Linked DNA regions of Mus musculus: region 1 is linked to region 2. The links are chromatin contacts, called in public HiChIP or PLAC-seq maps. All regions are on one chromosome and are shown on one strand. Each heading gives the region's core, a stretch centred on a gene start, on an enhancer-like site or on the middle of the called end of the contact. The rest is flanking DNA. Distances are from core to core; before and after follow the strand shown. Region 1 overlaps Mdga1 (MAM domain containing glycosylphosphatidylinositol anchor 1). Region 2 has its middle 4.5 kb from the start of Gm41557.

Evidence for each region. HiChIP or PLAC-seq counts read pairs in DNA pulled down with a chosen protein or histone mark.
Region 1: a contact with region 2 is called in an H3K27ac HiChIP or PLAC-seq map of embryonic stem cells, with 2.8 times the contacts expected there. The contact joins two enhancer-like sites. A contact is called at or near these places in 1 of 39 promoter capture datasets (liver) and 2 of 115 datasets of contacts at active chromatin or transcription factors (embryonic stem cells and microglia).

What each region holds. Positions count from the first base shown.
Region 1 is chr17:29,851,653-29,855,162 of GRCm38.p6, forward strand. It overlaps Mdga1 (MAM domain containing glycosylphosphatidylinositol anchor 1), which reads right to left. Exons shown (of 17, transcript NM_001368423.1): 3 at 790-964. Among named protein-coding and RNA genes, the nearest start is that of Mdga1, 35 kb to the right of the region's middle. Within about 2 kb of position 1,384, at least 15 of the 459 cell types and tissues checked have an H3K27ac peak or open chromatin away from gene starts, as enhancers often do. A contact at or near this core is called in embryonic stem cells, where this site is marked.
Region 2 is chr17:29,244,039-29,247,117 of GRCm38.p6, forward strand. No RefSeq gene overlaps it. Among named protein-coding and RNA genes, the nearest start is that of Gm41557, 4.5 kb to the left of the region's middle. Within about 2 kb of position 1,548, at least 54 of the 459 cell types and tissues checked have an H3K27ac peak or open chromatin away from gene starts, as enhancers often do. A contact at or near this core is called in embryonic stem cells, where this site is marked.

The sequences.
Region 1 (3,510 bases), core at 134-2,633, 610 kb after region 2:
TGCCTCCTGACCACGGGTGGCTCCCACCCTAGCCTAGCTCCTTGAAACACCCACTACATCTAAAAACCAGTGGTGCTTACACACGCATGCAAATGTAAACAACTGTTGAACGGATGGCCTAGGGCATCCTTGATGCCTGGTGCATTCCCTGTCACTCACCTAAGAACTTCTGGGAGCAGAGCCCAAGATGAGGATAGGAGAGATGGCTCAGCCTTTTAAAGCACCCGCCACCAAGCCTGATGGCAGAAGTTTGATCCCCAAGACCCAGGACGCAGAAGGAGAGAGCTCCTTCAACTTGTCCTGTGACTCCACCCCCTACACACACTACAGAAATAAATAAAAATTTAAACTTTCCTCAGAGGATCTAGCATACAGCCCAGGCTGCATTGGGGGGGGGGTGTCTACAGTTTCACAGGGTAGCAAGGAGCAGAATCTCAGAGCTGATCCTGTATCCTTAACTCTCACAGAAGGCTGTCCCCACTCTGGGGTGTGGCCGGAGCCAAGACTGGGTTACTTTGCTTTTTCTTCGTCTGAGAAAGAAGTACAATTCAATATGCTGTTTAAAGGGTTACATCAAGGTCCACGAGAGGACATGGAAATGCAGAAATGGTTTAGGGAGATACAGGGCGGAAGGGCAACACACAGCTGACCATTTCCAGAGAGGTCTTTCCAGCCCTTCACTACCTTGCCACTGCTCCATCCTATCTCCCTTTCTCATCCCTGAGGGGTCCGGAGCCCTGGAAGGGCCCGTCCCGTCAGGGTCCAGAACCTCGAGAGACCATAACTCACACTGCACGTCCACGCGGATAGACTTGATGGCCGGCACGCCCACTCCGTTCTCCGCCTTGCAGTAGTAGCGACCTCCCTGCGTGCGTGCGATGCGCTCGATCCGCAGAGTCTCATTGAAGACCGACGTCTCCTGGAACTTGTCCGATGCGCTGCCGGCAGTTTTGGTCCACCGCACCTGGATGGGCAGTCACCACACTGAGACTGAAGGCCCTGCTGTGCAGGCGTCCCCTCCCTGCCCCATGCTCTCCAGGGTACCGGAGAGGGTGGACCCAGGCCTGACCTTCATGACCCTTAGGATGCCACAGTGAGAAGAACTGAGGGGCAGAGAGAGAAGGCTCTCAGGCAAGGCTGTGGGTCTTGTCAGGACATGTATGGGATTTGAGTGAGCCTCTTGTGCCTCTTTCCTAGCTAAGTTGCCTAGGGTTAATGGAGGGCTGGACGAGCATATATTAGTGCTGGGAAGACTGCTAACTGAGCATGTGTTGACCTGCTTGTTAGCTTCGTGATCTCAGCCCTCAGTCTCACACTCCTGCATGTGAAAGAGCTCTGCTGGCAGCCAGTCTCAAAGATGGCTTTATGGGCTTCACTCTCTTCTGTAGGTCCTGCCCTCTGTTCTACCGAGGTTCTGTGTGGCCAATAGACTTCAGCAGGGGAGAGCCTAGACTAGGATAGGAAACTGATTTCCATCACAGCCTTGAAGAGGAGAAAGCCCTGCTCCCCTGCCCTAAGCACTCCTGTGGAGAGGAGCCTAGGAGAGGCTGCAGCCTCAGGCCATCAGCAACCACGTCTCTCTGAAGAGTTCTCCAGCACTCCTCCTCCTGGGATGACTGACACCCAACTGCAGCCTTTTGAGAGAGCCTGCATGAGAGTCTGCCGGCTGCTGGATTCCTGCCACTGGCACTGGGAGACAAGAAGTGTTCCGGGACTCAGCCCCTGCATTTTGAAGTATTTGCCAGTCAACAATAACTAATATAGCATAATGCCTACTTTGCAAGTTATGAGGCTTAGGGAGCGAAGCACTTAAATGTGGTGCCTCAAACGCATTAGTCAGTCAACAGTTTCTATTATTAATAGTGATCTCGGTAAGTGACCATGCTCTGAGGAGTCACCTTAATTTGTCTATGTGGATTTTAACATGCTATTCAAAACTTGGGTTTTGTGTTGGTTTTCTGTTTTTTTTTTTCCTTCCCCAGATTGTTTTTCAATGCTATGAAGCTGACAGGTAGCACTGAATCCTGTATTCTTCTGCCTTCACCTCCACAGTGGCTGATATTCTATGAGTGCAGCACCGGGTCTGTTAATACAGCTGTGGGGTCAAACCCAGGGGTTCGTGCTCACTCAGTTCTCCTAAGTGAGCTACATCCTCAGAACCCTTTTCGTGATTTCCATTGCTTCTCCAGACTTGTGGTTAATATCTTTGCTCTAGTACCCAATTCACTAATTTTCTCTTTGGCTGTCTCTGAGGTATTAAAACCATCTTTAAAAAAAAAGACACTACTGCTTTTATTTCTATGATTTCTGTTTGCTTTTTCCCTGTACCAAACTGATCAAGACCTAAGGCAAGGTCCTGCTTTCTCCTGGGAGTTGGTACCCTGCTGTGACCCTGGGGACAGGCTTCGCAGGCAGGAGCTCTTGGGCATCCACTTCAGTTTAGTCCTGAACTGACCTGTAGCCCTGCTGTGGTTTGGATCACGGTATCCCCGAAAGGTTCCTGTGTTCAAGGCTTTGAGGAGATGGACCACTGATGGGTTCCGATGTGCTGGCATGGAGATTGTGAAAACCGGAAAGTGGGAACTGGTTTGAAGAAGTTTGTCACAGTAGGGGCATGCTTTGGGAGAGTTGTGAGATGCTGAGGTAAAAGTCGTCAACCTTCTCTGGCATTTTGTCCCCACAGCAATGGGAACACTGCCTCTCTCGGACTTCAGCCTTACTGCTCTGTGTATGTAGCCGGCTCTACCTCCTGCTGAGCTGTGCACAGCCTCAGACTCCTCAGCTTATGATCACTGCTGTTGTCACCCAGGCGGGGGGGGGGGGGAATCCTTAAACCCTCTCAATTAATTTGCTATTAGTTGACTTAAAATCCCACTAACTTGAGACGTCACATGGCTGGGCTGTCAGCGGTGTCTCCCGCTAGTTTTATCACAGACTGTCACCTGACAGTTTTAAAACTGTCCCACCCAACCCCCAGCAAATGTTCTCTTCCCCTGTCCAGCAAAGAACAGTTGCTTTTCTCTGTCTCTCCCATACTCCAGGGAAAGGTGACTTTTAACTCTCTTCTCATTCTCAGAGGGGCCTTTTATGTCCTTGTAATTAACTTTGGGACTAATCGTCTTTCTTATCCATAACTTTTCCTTAGACCTAAAGAGACCAGAACACTCCGGGGGCCCAAAGAGAACAACACCTTCGCATCAGAAATTCGGAACACAAAGTCTGTGACTACCCTGAGGACTACTTGGCTTCCATCTGTCTGTCCATTCTGCCCCACCCCTGCCACTCCCTACATAAGCATTCACCACCTACCTGGTGGACATCCTCCTTTTTATTTTCCAAACAGGGTTTCCAATGGCCCAGGCTGGCCTTACTTTGAACTCCAGACCGGTCTGACTCCATCTCCAAAGTGCTGGGACAACAGGTGTGCATCACGACACCTTATTTTGCAACAATGTAGAGTGCATACCAGACAGCTGCTCCTGCTGCTGGGGCACACCCCTAGCCCTCTGC
Region 2 (3,079 bases), core at 298-2,797:
TTAGAAACTTGGTTTTAGATACTGCAGAGGATTAAACTCAGCGAACAGTCTACCAACTGAGCTATATTCCCAGTCTAGATCTGCACTGGCCCTGATTCTTGATTGGACCATAGCCCTAGCTGGCCCTGAACTCACAGGCTATCCTCCTGCCTCAGCCTCCTGAGTAATGGGATTTTCAGTATGAATCATTTTACCTCAGCTTCTTCTAGGAAGGATGGGTGCCTTGACTTTCACCTCATTAGCACGTAGATGCACCGTTTCTGACCCCACAATGAGTTCTGTGTGCTCATCCCTGCTAACAAGATCCACAAGAGCTAGCTTGGCTGCCCCTGCCCTTTTCTCTCAGCCTGTGCCTCAGACTCCGCCTCTTCCCGATTAGCCTGGACTCGATGATCATCCTCCTGGCTTTGCCCAGCCTCAGCCCTGGGTCTAAGGTCCCCCCCCCCAACTCCCTTTATAGTGCTGGTGCTGGAAGCTAAGACCTAGCCCATGCCAGCAAGCACTCTGCCACTTAGCTACAACCTCAGCTCCTAGTTCCATTTGGAAACAGCCTCCTCCCTCCTGTGGCAGCCTGGCTTGCTTTGGGGCTTGCTGAACTCCCCGCTCCATGTTAAGACCTCTCCCCTTGTCTGAGCATCTTAGAAAACAGGAGACTTGACTCCTCACATTTGTCTCAAGCTGCAAAGCAGACTCAGCCCCTCCCTGTCCTGCCAGCCTCCCAGGGTCTTCTTGACCCACACTCTCAAGCCTCGGGGGAGGAGGAGGAGCAGGGAGCACAGCCTCTTGTCCAATTCCATTCCTTAACTCCTCCTCTTCCTCCTCCCCTGACTGGCTCCAAAGACCCTGGCACCCTCTCCCTCGGGCATCTAAAAAACGGGGGGGGGGGGGGGGGGAACAGGAGAGGCTGTTGCTGCCCCGAGGCCCTAGCTGTCTGTCTCTCTCCTAGTGTTTCATGTGCTGGGCAGCCTGGGAAGCCACTGAGGATGAAACATCCTCTCCCCCTCTTAAGCTCTAAATTGATTTTCATGCCACGCGATTCGTGTTTGCTTGCCTGGCTTCGGAGGTAACTGAAATGTGCACAGAATGCCAGGAGCCGGGCTTCCTGTGCAAACCGAAGTCCCGGAGGCCCTGCCCTGGCGTGCCTGCTGGAGTCTTCAGCTGCCTGCCGTGATTTCCCTGAGTTTATTAGCTCTGCCTCCCACTCCCAGCAGCTCAGCAGGCACATTTGGTGGCCTGCCTCTTCTACCTTTGGCTAGGAACAGCCGCCCTGATCTCCAGTTCTCTGATAATTCCATCAGCGCTTAGGTGAGGCTCAGGTGTCAGGCTCAGGAGCTGCCACTGGCCTAACGTCTTTCCACCCTCTCTTCTGGGATCTTCCTTCATTAGGTTTTCCCTAGTAGGGAAAAGATAGGATCAAAGGTATAATTCCATGGCACAGATCTTCCTTAGTATGTACCAGGCTCTGGGTTCCATGCACATGCGCGCACGCGTGCGCACACACACACGCACACACACACACAAACTTCCAGTGCGACTGAGGGACAAAGCAGACCAGGGAGGAAGGGAATTTTGCAGCCCTGCATTGAGCATCCATTGGAACCAGAAGCCACCCAGTACCTGAGCTCACCAAGTCCCTTGTCCCTCTGCTTCCGGAAAAGGAGCCACAAAGGCAAAGCCTTCAGGATTAAACATGGCTGAGAACGATGGTGGGCTGTGGATTCCCCTTCCTTTGATGGCTTCCTTCTTACATGTGTATGCTGACCCTGGACAGCCACTTTCCCTGTCAGTTAATGAGGAAGTAGAGATGTGCTTGGCTCCTCCCCCGCACTGCCTCTGCCTCTACTGAGTACACAGGGCACAGCTCTTAATGGAGCCCAGCCAGACCCTCGAGGAGAGGGAAGTGATTTCAATGAGCAGAGCCCAGCAGTTCGGCCATTATACTTCTGACCCAATAAACACACTGATTAGGGTCACGTGTGTCCTGGCCCCAGCGGCTGGCTTCTGGGGAGGGGCTGAGGACTTAGGAGCAGGGTGGATGTCCCCACCTGCAAGGTCATCTTCCCCCTCTATGTATCAAGGACGGGAACAAATGAAACAGAGCTAAACTCAGCAAGAAATCCCCAAATCCGTTCCTAGCCAGCAGCCTTGGGTTCATTGTTCCATCTGTCCATCTACTCTACAGGGCTTTGGTACATTCTCAGTTTGATCATCCAGAAATGGGTGTAATAAGGTCAGCCTCAGAGGTTGGTTTGGTGTTAAATACACAGTGGGCAGCGGTGACACATGCCTTTAATCCCAGCGCTCAGATCTCTGAGTTCAAGGCCAGTCTGGTCTGTAGAGAGTTCCAGAACAGCCAGGGATACAGAGAGACCCTGTCTCAAAAATACAAAACAAAGACAGAAATACTCACGTTGAACTGTTTTCTCAAGTGAAGTTATTTCCTGGCTAATGTGAGTGACTCCGAATTACCAAAGAAAGAATGACTTTACTGCCCAGGGAAGGACTAAACATTAAGGAGGAGCCAGCTTCTTTAGGACCAAGTACGTACATAAACAGGCCCAGGTTCAGGTCTCCTGCAACCCAGACATGGGAATGTCTGACTAGACCAGCCGACAGAGGATGGTGCACCTTAGCACACGAAGCTCTCGTCGGCTCACTCTGCTGGGCTCACGGCTCAGTTCTAGTTGGTGGCAATCTGAGCAGTCCTTGGTTTTCCTCATTCCAAGAGCAGCTGGTTTGGCTTAGCAAAATCATGGAAAGGTGTCTCTGCCTCTTGAGGCAGCTGAGAGGCTAAGCTGTATTCATAGTTCCCCCTAGTGGCAGAGTTCCAGAATAGCATGTGAAATGCAAACTTGGCAGCTGGAGGGATCTTCTCACATTGACCTATATTCAGACTTGAAGCTCACAGGGCCTAGTTCAAACCTTAGCCTGTCCAACAAGGAAACTAAATTTAAGGTGTCATGTGGTTCGCCAAGGTGACACAAAAGTTTTTACACTCCCGAGTTCGCACATTTTGCCCTGTGGTTTTAGACAGGGATTTTTTTTTTAAATTTATTTTATGTATGTGAGTACAATGTAG